2 separate regions of the Mus musculus genome follow, and region 1 is linked to region 2. A link is a contact called in public promoter capture Hi-C data. All regions are on one chromosome and are shown on one strand. Each heading gives the region's core, a stretch centred on a gene start, on an enhancer-like site or on the middle of the called end of the contact. The rest is flanking DNA. Distances are from core to core; before and after follow the strand shown.

Region 1 (7,265 bases), core at 1,700-4,199, 1.8 Mb before region 2:
ACAGACCACAAGACCTCTCCCTCCACTCCGGACCAACTTCCAGTCAGCCGGGCTCTGGGTGCCTTGGTTCCAGCCCCTGTGTGCTCTCCTCGGCGGGTCAGGGAGCTCCTCCAGGCCCCGGAGCAAGATAAATGGTACTGTATGAGGGGCGAGGCGGGTTGCGCAGAGCAGGCGAGCCGAGGCGAAGGCTAAGAAAGATCTAAGGAGGGTCAAGTCATCGCTCATGCCGGCCTGAAGCGGCCGCTGACCCGACCCTTAATAAGGCATACCCAGGGCAGCTGGGAGAGAATTATCTGGCCCGTTGTTAGCTGACCCCAAATAGTCGGATAATTGAGAGCTCTCCAATAATGTAAATAGGTTTCTAAAATACGCAGGCCATAAAGATAAACGCCTCGATAAAGTGGATTGGGATAGAGTGGAATTGGGGGAGATTTGGTGAGACTAGCCAGGAAATAGAGGGAATAGCTGGCCCTGCCCACCCCCCTGCACCGTTAGCAGAGAGCTGGGCTCAGTCCTCGGTCTACGCCTGCCGCTGGGCCGGCTTTTCTTACCTGCTGGGTGAAGGCAGCCTGCGGGGATGATGGAGACTTGCTGGGAGCCCCCAGAGCACTCTCAGGTTTCGAATCGCAAGACCTGTCTTTGGAATCAGGCTCCAGAGGCGTGCGCGCCAGGCCAAAGCCCTCATCTGTATCGGCCATGGTGCGCAGGGGTTCCTGTGCCCGCGCGAGGTTCTATTCTGAGGACAAGAGAGGGAGTTGGAGAGTGTCTAGCGACATAGGGGACAAGCTGTTTGACCCTTCACTCCAAGCTGAAGGAGGCTTCAGAAAGTCTTTTTTTATTGTTATACTTTCCGACCACGCACCACCGCTTGCGAAAGACCCGCTTCAGACAGGGAGGAGGCGGCAAGGCCCCCCACATCTCCCCTGCACAGGCTCTGGGTGATAAGAGAGCTGTCCGTCAAATTTGTCTGAACTCCTGGAAGAGCCAATAAAGATAAGGCGTCGGTATTTTTGGAAGCCATCGGGTAGAAACCCAAAACAAAACAGAAAACAAAAACCTTGTGCCCCTTTGAGAAATGGTCTTTGTCAAATCCAAGAGACCATGCCAGCAATTTTTAAAAAATGAAACCTCCTAAGAGACGTTATTTTTCTACAATAGACAAAAGGCCCAGAATAACCCGCGTCTTGCAAAAATAAAAAACAGGGGAGAAAGAGATATACCCGGAGGATAGAGGATAATAACCCTCTCATCATCTGTTACAGGCATTAAAATGAAACAGCCTCTCCCCAAGCCTAAGCAATACCAATGGAAAATAAATAAATAAATAAATAAATAAATAAATAAATAAATAAATAAAGTAGCCAGGGAGAGCTGGAGGTAGATCCAAATCAGAGAGGGGCCTACAACTCGGTGGCTGACTCTCCACTGCCGGTGGCGGGGCTGTACCCTCACGGATCTTTTTCAGATCGGCTGGCTGCGGGAGAGTGGGGGGTGGGGGCGGTGGTGCAGGCGTTTTCGTGGAGTAATCAAGCTAAAGGGAATGTCTTTGAGCTTCAACGGGGCTGGCTAACTCAAACTGCCAGCCTGGCTCCCAGTCGGACAGCCTAAAATCAGTCCCAGATAAATTCTGGGCTGCAGACATTCAGTGGACTGCTAGGGAAGGAGGTACATTGGTAGGGCAGCCCCGAGTGTTCAACAGAAGAAGATGAAGCAAGCAGTTGAAATTCTTAGTTCAACCCCCTTCCTCAAGGGAGGATTTCTACCACTGCCTCTACCTCAAAACACCAGCAGACCTCAAGTAAGAGATGGCTTCCCACAGTTTTAGCAGCTTCTTAGGCAAAGAAGCCTGCATACCAGCCTGGTTTGAAGCGGCCTGAGACCTAAACCGCCACAGATCGTTTCTGAGGCCCAATTCTTTCTTCCTCTGGCCTTAGGAGCTTGGGGAAAACTGCCATGGGATCCCCCATGATCTTCTCATAACAAAGAAAAACAGGGCTGGAGCCCCACATACGCTCTCCCATTCGCGGCCAGCCATAGGGAGAAACCCTCCGGAACCCTTGCCAGGATCCAGGGAAGCTTAGAGGCCGGCGGAGACGAGCAAGATGTGGTTTGACAGAACCAGGCCGTGTGCCTTGCAAGCCTCAACGCTGCTCCCCGAGTCGCGGCAGCCTCCCGGCGGCTCCCTCTTGCCTTGAAAGGCTCGGGTAAAATCTCTGCAAGCCAGACTCTGCAGAATGCAAGACAGGGCTGGAGTCCGCCATTCTCTGTTTCCCCAGCCGACTGTGGCTGCCTGCTCCCGCCCAAGCCTCCCCGGCCATATGGTAGTACGGTTACCTCGCTCTGTACAGGGGGATGCATTCGCCACCGCCCCTCTTCCTCTTAGCAGGAAAGCCGGAGGCCAGGTGGGGGTGCAGGCATGGTGTCTCTGGAGTTTGTGCTGGGGATTGCTTGCCCAAGCTAGCTGCTACTGTTGCTACAAAGAAGTACCCACCACTAGAGCCTCCCAGCGACTGCCCACCTCCAGCACACACCTCCTCCACTGCTCGCTGGCTGTTCGCTAGCCCCAAATACTTTTAAGTTGTCGGGCTCCAGAACGGCTTAGAGGAACAGAAGACTAAATAGCAGATCTGGGAGCATCCCTAAACCCTACGATCTCAGTGTCCTGCTCTGCTCTTGCACCCCCAGAGAAGAAAAACTGGGAGACTTGAGAGAGACTTGGGAATCAGCCAGCTGTTTTCAGAGAGATGCTTTCAGGGGTTAAAGTTCCAGAATTTGAAGTATGACTTTCTCTCTCTCTCTCTCTCTCTCTCTCTCTCTCTCTCTCTCTCTCTCTCTGACAAACTAACTCAGCTGGGGTGCTCACAAAGTATAGAAAATGCTTCTCTAACTGGCTCCCTCTTCTCTCTCTCTCTCTCTCTCTCTCTCTCTCTCTCTCTGTGTGTGTGTGTGTGTGTGTGTGTGTGTGTGTGTGTGTGTGTGTGTGTGTCCTCTCCTCCCCTCCCTCCCTCCTCCCACCACCTTTCCCACTTTCTCACTAGATATACCCCAAACTCTTGAACCACTATAGGACCTGCTGATTCCCCACCCCCACTCCCTTTCCACTTCCCATCCTCTTTACCCTCCTTCCATCTCTGTTGACTGCTCTGAGCCAGTGGTTGCAGGGAGGAAAGAAAAAAAGAGAAGGAAGAGGAAGGAAGGAAGGAAGGAAGGAAGGAAGGAAGGAAGGAAAGAAGGAAGGCAGGCAGGCAAGCTACAGTAATCAAGGCAGAACTCTGGGAGCCCAGCAATTTCAATGGCCCAGCCCTGCAGAGAACCAAGACTGGATGCATTAGGCGTGTGCACACACCCATGGGCCTCTGCAGCCTCACCCGATTTCTGTCTCCAATGCTGACCTCAGACAGAGAGTGGTGTGACCCTGCCTGGCCCCTTGCAGAGCCAGGACTAGCTGCCTTGACATCTCTCCTCCACTTCAGACTCATTGTCCCCCACCCTACCCCACTCCAAGCTCTCTAGGACTTGGGGGAGAAGGTGCCTTAGGATGGGGGAACCAAGATCAAAGATGCCAAGAAATTGTTGTGTGTGCCCCCTCCTCAAGACACACACTGGAGTGTACACAGAGCAGTGCCCAGTTTTATTAAAATAATCAGTCACTGAGGGCTGGCTGGGGGTTTCAGCTGCCAGCACTCCTTGGCCTGCCCTTAGCCTCTCTGAAGTCTGCAGTTCAGAGGGTGAATAAAAGCAGCCCACAGCAGAGGCACTGGAAGTAGCTCTTGCTGTAAGCAGAACCAGGCCGGGACAAGCACAGAATGTTGCTTGAAACAAATGCCCCAAATCACATTCTGTTTCCCTCTTCAGCTTCCTTGTATTCTCTAAGTACAGGGAGTCTTTTCTGGGACTCTAATTAGAAACTACATCCTTAGAGCCAAGGACTGGAGAGAGAGAGAGAGAGAGAGAGAGAGAGAGAGAGAGAGAGAGAGAGAGAGAGAGAGAGAGCCCATAGGACTCCGGCAACATTGTAGCCTCTGTGGCTGCAAAATTTGCAGGCTGCCCTTGCAAAAACTTCAGTGGACTTTGCAGTTGTAAGCGTGGGGGCAGCTAGGGGCAACCCCACTCTCTAGTTTCCAGGTCTGTTTTCACACAGACCCTGGCCAAGGCCAGCTATTTATTTGTGCAAACACCTTCGTCACGCGCTTCTAAAAAGTCAGCTAGAAAGCCTTTGGGGTTGAACAGAGAGGCAACCTCAACCTTGGGTGCAGGACTGAAAGCTGAAAGCCGGTTGAGAGCCTGCATCTCTGGTTGAAGCATAGGGGAAATCCAGACAGACCTCGCCAATCCCTTTTACATTCACAGAGATTTGAGGATAAAATTAATCCCCATAAATAATCAGCAGGCCCTTCCCGAGAGGGAAAAGCTGGCCTTCCCCAAGCAACAACCCAGCCAGAAACACTTCCTTCCTTGGGCTTAGATGGTGCACGAAGCCAGCCACCACTCAATGTTGTTTTCTGTATTTTGCTTACAAACTGGCACACGAGATCCAGTCTTCCAGGTGATAGAAGATAAAAATCCAGTCAGGAAGGGGTTCAGCCAGGCTTAGGTAGGGTGGGAAGCAGAGGCTCTGGGGAAAATTAAGGCCGCCCTGAAGATAGATATCTGTCCCTCCCTTTAGTTTTCCCCCAACAAGACTCACCTCCAATAACCTCACTCTTTCTTCAGCCAAAAAGCCAAAAGGGTTTGCTCACTGAGGCGAGGTAGCTCACAATGAGTTTTGAAAAGACATCACCTCCCCCCCCCCCGCAAAGACACCCCCCCTTTAAAACGAAGACTTCTTCCAGGGTCTGTCAAGAAAAGCAAGTACCTCCCAGCTCGCCGTTGGTTTGTGGTCTCCGACAAATTAAATATTACTGTTTATTGCCAGGCATACCCCAATAAAATAAAGAGGCAACCAGGCGATAGCGACTATCTCACCAGCCGCTGGTCCTATTGGGCGTGGAGACGTCACAAGTCACGCAACCAGCCCGCGCCTTGTCACGCTGGACTGGGGGGCAGTGGCGGGCAGTGGCGGGAGGCTGGGTTCTCTCCCCATCTTCGTTTATCAAGGTCTACTGGAAGACACAACTCCAGCATGCCTGGACCTTGGGGGAAATAAAGAAATAAATAAACCCAGAGCCCCCTGGAGTAGAGAGTGTGAACAGGAGACACAAATAGAAGCAAAATCGATTCTCTTAGAGAGATCAAGAGAAGTGAGGACCGAGACCACTTTAGCTCCCATTTGTAAGGAAACCAAGGTTTCCTAAGGTTCGTTGCAAAAGGTAAAGGCTTCTTACTTACACAGTTTTATTTTTCTGTCGAGGAGGCCCTTTTAGCTGGTTACATTTGGGGTGCCATATCTCATGCCCAGTGCTGAAATAAGTACTGGTTGCTATCTTAGTGGATATTAGATATCTTAGATGTCTGCCAAGGTTCCTTGTAGAGAGAAAGGCCATTCGGTCTGCCGCTCCTTCAGTGAGATCCGGGGATGCAATGGGTCCCAGAGTGGCCAGACGGGGGCGGGGTGCGAGTGTGTGGTGGGGCGGGGTGGGAGAAGGGGTAGAGACGGGTGCACTGTGCAGAGGGAATTTTTTTTTCAGCGCCGGATCCTGCAGAGGGGCGAGGCGCTCTATTTTGTTTTGTGGAAATCGGCAATTATTTCTAGTTGGATCAATGGGCATAATTTCTGAGAGGTCGGGTGGGTCTGCGTAAGCTTCTACGCGCATTTGGAAACCCATTGGGTTTTGAGTTACGAAACCGCACAGACTTTCTCCCACCCCAGCGGCTCCGGGCAATAAGCTAGGCCTGCCCTACACGGAGCAAGCGAGCGTCAGGCCTTCCCGAGGGTAAGTTTCTCCTCCCGCCGCCCCCACCCCAACCCCCGCGTTGCGGGCCCCAGGAGAGCCAGACATTCCATCTGAACTTGTCCTGGGGTTTTGCGATCCCTGAAACTTTAGGATTCCCAGAAGCATGACCCGGTTCTGGTCGCAGTCCACCGAGGATTGGAGCGGCAGTGACACGGGCGGCCCTGCAGCGGTAGAGCCAAGGTCAGGCCCCAAGGGACAGCGGGGCAGCAGCCTGCAGCACAGATGCAGGACACCAGCGTGCATCCCTGTTCTCTTCCCCAAGAGTCCAGGCTGCCCGGCCTGGTGCTCCAGCTTTGCTTTCGTTTCCCAGGCGAACGAGCCCCAAATTCACGTTTTCACCCAAGAATGCAATCCAGAATCCTTGTCCCCGTATTCGAGTAGGGTGACCAGGAGAACCGAGGTGGGGGCAGGAAACCCAGACCGAGGGTGCCCCGCGAGTGGGCCGAGTTCCTTTCACTTTCCCCCATTGCTCCGCAATTTCGGGTGCAACTACCTGGGCCAAGCCCAGCTTCAGAGACTGGCCCCGTGCTCTGGAGAAAGCAACCACCACGGGAAGAGACTGCAGCCTCAGCGTCTCCTTGTCCGCTTCACCCTCATCCTCTGTGCGGGAGAGGGCAGCAACATACACGCCTGGCACCTTCCTTCTTTCCAAGAGTTGCGCTTTCCTAACCCTGCTCCCCGCTGGTTTTTCTCATACTTCCTTGCCCCCTTTTGCAAAATTTCCGCCTTGATCTTAAATACCTCGAAAGATAGGAAGACCCGGAATTCTATTAAAACAAAACAAAACGTAATGAGCCATTGCTGTTATTTGTATTATTACTATTGCTATTATTAGTATTCGTATTATTGCTATTCCTTACATTTCCCCCTTTAATTTTAGAGTAAAGCAAAGAGAACACGCGGGAACACAGACTTAGTTCAGTATCCCTCCCCAATGGCCCTGTCCCTGCCTCCTTTGGGTCTCCTCTGGGGTCAGAAAGTAGAGAGGAGAGCACACAGGCCTGGGAAAACTAATAAGAATTCTAATGACAATAGAAATGACGAGAAAACTAAACTTTGGCCAACTTAGATTGCAGAAGGAAGACTCCTTGGGAGGGTGGGAAGGTTTTTTTGTTTTCTTGGTTTTTTTTTTCCTCAGGAGGTCACTTTCCCTCTTGCCCAGTGAAATCTGACTTTATTATGTGGGTTTTTTTTTCCAGGATTTCAGGAAGGTTCTTTCCAATGTTTTATTCAGCTTCCAGCCTCTCAGCTTTGGGCCTTCAGGGAAAGTGTTGACTAGGTTCGCAATTATTCAATATTCAATATACCCTTCTAATATCCCTCTGGTTATGATTATTGCTCTTGACCGAGTGGGTGGACAGGTTGTTTTGT
Region 2 (6,629 bases), core at 4,015-6,514:
CTAAGCCAAACCTGTTTTGTCTGTGTGATGGTTTGTATATTCTTGGACCAGGGAGTGGCACCGTTTGGAGGTGTGGCCTTGTTGGAATAGGTGTGACCTGGTTGGAGTAGGTGTGTCACTGTGGGTGTGGGCATAAGATCCTCACTCTAGTTGCCTGGAAGTCAGTCTTCCACTAGCAGCCTTTGGATGAAGACTTAGAACTCTCGGATCTGCCTGTGCCATAACAGCCTGGATGCTGCCATGCTCCCACCTTGATGATAATGGACTGAACCTCTGAACCTGTAAGCCAGCCCCAATTAAATGTTGTTTTTTTTTTATAAGACTTGCCTTGGTCATGGTGTCTGTTCACAGCAGTAAACCCTAACTGAGACAGTCTGTAAACTAGTCACTAGGATCCCGCCCTCAATGAGCTTTTACAGGAAGAGAGAGATACAGGGGAGGGAGGGAGGGAGGGAGGGAGGGAGGGAGAGAGAGAGAGAGAGAGAGAGAGAGAGAGAGAGAGAGAGAGAGAGAGAGAGCTGAAAAGCTGTTGGGTGTGGTATCGAACTCCTTTGGTACCTGCACTCAGGAGGCAGGTGCAGAAGGGTCACTGTGAGTTCCAGGCCAGCCAGGGCTACACAGAGAAACCTTGTCTCACAAAAACACAAAGTAATTGATTTAATCTTTTCCCCCATTTTCTAGAGACAGCCCAGCCTTATGCCCCTTCTGTTGGGATGACAGGTGTGTGTGCCTGTTGTCACCTCCTAGGTACAAACGGCTTCTAATGTTCTTTTTTTTTTTTTCAAGACAGGGTTTCTCTGTATAGCCCTGGCTGTCCTGGAACTCACTCTGTAGACCAGGCTAGCCTCGAACTCAGAAATCTGCCTGCCTCTGCCTCCCAAGTGCTGGGACTAAAGGCGTGCGCCACAACTGCCTGGCTGCTTCTAATGTTCTTATACTGAGAACTTTAGGGAGCCACGGGGTAAGCCCCCTTTTTTGAGGCTCCCAGGGTCTACTGCTGAAGAAGGTGGCTTTGGCTGGCTGCGTTCACACTTTAGTGGATGGCTGAGTACAGAAGGTATCAGGCCCACCCCATGACAGTGTACCCCCTCCCCTGTACCTCCGGCCCTTGAGCTGCTGAGGGCCAGAGGACCTGCCCATCTCCCACCCTCATCCAGGGCCTGCAGGCATAGGGGACAATGGGCTCCTAGGCAATGAGGAAGGGCTCAGATGCCATCGCTGGGAGGTCAAAGCAAAAGTCCCCCACCCCCTCTTTCTTCCATCTTCAGAGCCTCCATGACCTCATCCATTCAATTGGCCAGCAGCATCCCCCACTGGGCGGGCCCTGGAATAGGACCTGATTATTAACTCCTGGGCTGTGCTTGGCACTGGGCAAATGGCTCGGGGCTGCCAACATTGCTGTAAGGGCTCTCTGGCCCAAGGTTCTGTTTTTTCTAGCAGCTTCTTGGCCTCTCTGCAGGTCTGAGACTGGAGGACAGACACCCCCCCCACACACATACACACCTTTCCCAGCATCCTCCTGTCTGCCTTCAATCAGGAGCCCAGAGTAGGGGGGGGGACTAGAGGGGAGGGAGCACCCCCTCCGGGCCAGCTCAGGATCCAGAGGGTCATGGCCCTGGCCTGATGTCCCTCCTAGACCAAAAGAAGCTGAGGTCCTCAGCTGGCTGCTCAGAGGGAGGCTTGAGATAAGAGGAGTCAGTCAGTTCTCCCTGTGGAGGGAGGCGGGTGCAGCCTTGGGTGTGCCGGTGCAGGCGGGTGAGCTCCTGAGCTCCCTTAAGGCGTATTTTCCCTGGGGTGACTCAGGCTGGCAGGGACAAGGCCTGTAGAGGGGAGGTAACCCTAGGCTCAGAGTTGCTTTTTGGGTTATAAAGAACTCAGTGACCCCCCTCCCCCCATGTGTGCCTCCTGTGATCTCATTGCCAACAAGCAACTCTGTGGGGATGGGAGTGGGGGGTAGGGGGTGGGGGTTGGGGGGAGGTGATGGTCTGAGGTGGGAGGGGGGACTGCAGGAGCTAAGGGAGACCAGGTCTGAGGTTGTCCACTAAGGTTGCAGGAGAATGGCCAGGCAGGAAGGGAACAATGGCTCTAAGGGCCCTAGATGGTGGTGGGAACTTTGCCTTGAAATTTTAACCCAGGAGGAGGTGACAGGAAGAGTCTCCCATATAAAGAACAAACATGAATCAAGATGGTGCAGAGTGTAGCAGCAGCAGAAAGGCTTGTGCAAAGGTCCTGGGGTGAGCAAAAGAAGAGCAATGCATCATGGGCAGTGGTTCCTGCCCCAGAGGTCACAGTGTGTGGTGGGGAATCCTCCATCTCTCAACCCTCCACTCCTGGCTGTGGTGCTGAAGGCAAGATGCTGTCTCTTTCCGAGCCTCAGTTTCCCTCAGGAGAGGAAACAGCCTTATCTCCTTTCTGGAAGATGTGGGTGAAGACACACCTACTGTGTATTGTGTGAAGTTCTCAGTGTTGGTATAGGCAAGCCCAAGTGCAGTGGTGTTCCCCTGGACATGTATAAGTTCTCATACCACAGCCCTGTCCAACCCCACGCCACGTCCGGAGCCTTCCTGGCTAATATCTCCTCCACACAATTGTTCAGAGGCGGCGACACCCAGGTGGAGCACTGAGGTCCAGAGAGGCAGTGACCTACTGAAGGTCACACACACAGCAGGGATACAGGGACCAAGACCTAGTTCAATGTAGTTCTATTGCTATGTCCATCTGACAGGAGGGAAAACTGAGGCACGGGGAGCACAGGGGACCCCTGAAGTTGGGGCTGCAGTGCAGCCTGAGCCTGGAGGACTGCTATGTCATCCATCGGCCAACCTCACTGAGGTGATCAACTGCCTCCTGCCACAGGGCCATGGCACCTGCCACTCCGATGTTCTGGTCACTGTCACATGACTGGCTCCTTAGTTACCTGCTTACCTCTTCCCATCCTCTCCCCCTGTTGCTTGTTCCTGGAAACCTAAGACTGGTGGGGTGGATCTGTGTCCTGTGCATCCTGTGTGGGAATGTTGGCCTCTCTGGGTCACCTCCACATCCTCTAAAATCCTCAAAAACTCTAAGGATCTGCCAAACGGGTGTAAGTGCCCAGACTAGACCAGCACCTTCAGGGCCTGTGGGACCCCAGGGGTGGGGGTGGCATAACCTTGGGTCCCGTCGTTCCCCCCCCCCCCCCCCCCGCCCAGCTCCCTTTAGAATTGAATTCTGAGCACAGGCAGCAAGTGAAGAAGCCACCCCAGCCACCTCCAGGCAGCCACTGAGCCTGAGCATCTGTCACCGTGGGAGGCTGGGCCCAGGAAACTGACAAGGCTCCCAGCATGCTCTGCAGCCCGTCACTGTCAAACCCACAGCCCGCAGGAATTTCCCCAGAAGGCCCTGGGTGCTGCTCCGGTGGGGACCCAACCTGCACCCGGAATCCCAGCTCTCCCCACACCATCTGGGACAGCAACTGGCAATGGGTCAAACCGAGTCAAAGTGGGCGGGGACTCCTGCTGTCCTCCATCACGTGGGCCTGGGAGGAGGCGGGCGGGGGCAGGTTTATGAAACTTTTGGTTTGTAGTCAGCAAAATGAATTCAGAGAGAAAATACAAAAGTGGGGGAGGGTGCTGCCCTGCAGTCCCAGAACTGGGGAGACTGAGGCAGGGAGTGTCCCCGATCAGAGCAGCCCGAGCCCCAAAGTGAAACCGTGCTTCAAACTGCAGTGCCCACAGTGTGCACACACAACCACGCTTCAGTTTGATTGAAGTGCACACACTTCAGTTTGCCTTCAATACGGTGTGCAAACATACCTGCTTGCCTCGCACACAGTGTGTATACACTCCTGGTTTTCACAAAGTGCCCGCACACTCTAGACTTTCACACACTGTGCACACACACCTGCTTGTCTCACACACAGTGTGCATACACTCTCGACTTTCACACAGTGCGTGCACACACTCCCGGTTTGCACACAGTGCGCCCACACTCCCGCTCGCACGCGGTTCCCCTTGCACGCCGTGCGCACACTCCAGGCAGCGCACTCACAGTCGACCCTCACCGGGACTGGCTCGATGGCGCGCGCCCTTAGTGGGTCGTGTAAACGACTCTCGCGGATCCGCTGCACACTTCGCATACTGTGTGCGCGGTGTAGACGCTCAGCAGCTGGGGACTTTCTATGACTTCACCGGGCTCTGGGGAGGCGAGTGCCAGCCCAGTCCCCCTCTGGGGGGGTGAGGGGGGCTGACTGGGTGCTCTCAACTCAGCCGCAACCTCCTGCCGCAGGAACCCTGGGGGTGCGCCAGTCTCCCATTCCTCAGAGGAGGCAAACTGAGACGGGAACTGACTGGTCCAAGGTCACACAGTCCTGGCAGAACTCACAACCCGCTCTGTCCCACCACCGAAACAGGTTGAGTCCACGCGCCTGCCCACCCTCGTGCAAGTCCGGGTCCCCTGGTCGCTTCTGAGCCCAGGGTCAAGCGCGGGGCGGACGGGCGCTTCCCCCAGGCGCGCCCCGCCCGGCCTCTGCGGTCCCGGGAGTGCGGGCCAGCCTGGAGGACGCTGGGCTCGGTGCCCGAGCCTGCAGCCGGGGGGTGGGGACGCACGGGGAGGCGGCAGGGTGACCCCCGCCTAAGGTCACCGCGGACCGCGCGGCTCCTCCCGGTCCCGCCACTTCCAAACTTTCCTCCCCGCTCCCCAGCCGCAGACTTGCAGGTGCAGCGCGCGCTCGGCGCTCTCCCGAGCTGCCGGGGCGCCGGCCCTCAAAGCCACGGCTACCTGCCGGGCTCCGCCCTGGTCGGGTGAGGCTTGGGTCAAGTCGCCTCTCGGGCCACCCTTACCCCAGGCCCGAGTCGCTGCCAACCCCTCCCAGCGGCGTCGCCCGCACGGCGGCTGGCGGGAACCCATCAGAAGCAGCCCGAGAACGGGGCACAGAGAGGGCAAGCCACTAGCCCAAGGTCACACAGCACGGTGGCGCGAAGCGGGGGCATGCAGGCGATGGTCCCCGCCAACGAGGGTTCCCGGCCACGGTGTGGTACTCACAGCCGGTCTTGCCCTCGAGCTCCCGCACCTCCTCGGACGCCGAGTGGGCAGCGCCCATGGTGCGCCGCGGGGCCCCGGGCGCCCCACGCAGGCCGGGGACTGCCTGGGCTGCGCTGCGTTGGAGCCGGGTGGGGACGCGGGGACAGCGGCGCGGAGCCGGTTCCGCGTGGGGCTCGAGCGGCCTCTTATAGCGGCGGGAGGCGGAGCGGCGCGGTCCTAGCGCTCGCCCGCTTCCCTCGCGGCCGCGGGGGCGGGAATGGGGGTGGGGGGAGGACACGACGTGGTTCTGCCCCTGCCGCAGCCCCGCGGGATGAGCTTGCGGGCAGCGCGACCCGCATCCCTCCGCCCACTCTGCGGGGTCCAGCGGCGGAGCCTCGGCGCTGGGACAGAGGAGGGCACGCGAGTGTGCCCAGTGTGAAAGATCCCCTCCCCCGCGCCCTGCACCTAGGTGGGCGCCCAGAGGAGCGCGCATCGCAGGTGACAGGCGTGGACTGAGTAGAGAAGGTGAGACCGATGAGTCCCGGGGATCCTGATGAGATAGGAGGTCCTGACTGGCCAGTCCTGCTGCTGGTCTAACCACCATCTCTCCATCTCCAAATAGGGTTGCGGTGAGATGCTCACCGTAGGGCGCAGAGGGAGAAAGGCGCCGGGTTACCATGGAATCCTGTTCAATTGATGAGGAAGGGGCTGGTGCTCCGGGAGGGAAACATTCAACCTCAAGGCTGCCCTGGGAGCCCGCCATGCCCTGCTCTGCTTAGTGACGTCCGGTTTAGCTGCCAAGAGTCTGTTCTGGCTGGAAGTGCTGGGATCCCCACGATCTTTCACCTCGCCAGTCACGGCCGTGGGTGCGCATCCTTGGAACTGGCGTTCTCAGGAGCCCACTCTAGCCAACCCAGGGGTCTCGGCAGAGCCAGAAGAACCGGCCCCACCACTGAAACCCCGATTATCACCCACTCTGAGCCTCCGGGGAGCTGAGTCTGCCCCTGGAGATCCTCCCTGAAGATCCCCCGTCCTCCCTGCAGCTGCCCAGAGTTCACGGAAACTGCTCCCACCCGAGAAGCAAGGGAAGCTTAGCTGTGGGGCATCGCTGCTGAGTAGGCTGGACCGCCTCAGGTCTCCAAGAATTCTAAAAACCCAGACAGATCTCTGTGGGGTGGAGGGCAGGAAAGGGCTCCCCAGGTCCCGGGATGTTGGGGTTTCTAAAATATGCCATGATCTATGTCTTCCTGCAACTAAGTTTTCTGTCTACAGAGGATCTGCATTCTCCAGGCCGGGGAAGACCCCCTCCCCCATCGCCAGCAACCCCAGACACACCCGCACTCCAAGCTGACAGTGCCTTCCCTTGGTGCTCGATCCTTCTACCGAGCCCCCCTCTTCCTCTGGGATCTCTGTGTAGGCCTCCTCGGAGAGGCCTTATCAAGTGTCTATTTTCACCAGGCTGGGGTGTGGTTGCCAAGGAGAGCCCGCCCCTCCCCCCGGGGGGCTGCGAGGAGTCCTCAGGAAAGGGGGCGACAATTTGACTTGTGTATTTGTTCACTCATTTAATGCGTGTTTCTTAATGGTCTACTATGTGCAAGGTCCCGACTAGATCTTTGAGCTGCAAACAGGGA

Evidence for each region. Promoter capture Hi-C pulls out the DNA fragments that hold promoters and counts their contacts.
Region 1: a promoter capture Hi-C map of embryonic stem cells shows a contact between it and region 2. The contact joins the promoter of Tbx5 here to the promoter of Tesc in region 2. A contact is called at or near these places in 3 of 39 promoter capture datasets (embryonic stem cells, frontonasal cranial neural crest and maxillary cranial neural crest), 2 of 115 datasets of contacts at active chromatin or transcription factors (both in embryonic stem cells) and 2 of 9 other capture datasets (adipose tissue and embryonic stem cells).

Annotation. Positions count from the first base shown.
Region 1 is chr5:119,830,347-119,837,611 of GRCm38.p6, reverse strand. Tbx5 (T-box 5) reads right to left here and starts at 2,949. Exons shown (of 9, transcript NM_011537.3): 1 at 2,335-2,949; 2 at 552-736. The coding sequence starts at 698. Gm5563 (predicted gene 5563) reads left to right here and starts at 5,626. Exons shown (of 3, transcript NR_169213.1): 1 at 5,626-5,873.
Region 2 is chr5:118,026,378-118,033,006 of GRCm38.p6, reverse strand. It overlaps Tesc (tescalcin), which reads right to left and starts at 5,264. Exons shown (of 8, transcript NM_021344.4): 1 at 5,020-5,264. The coding sequence starts at 5,077.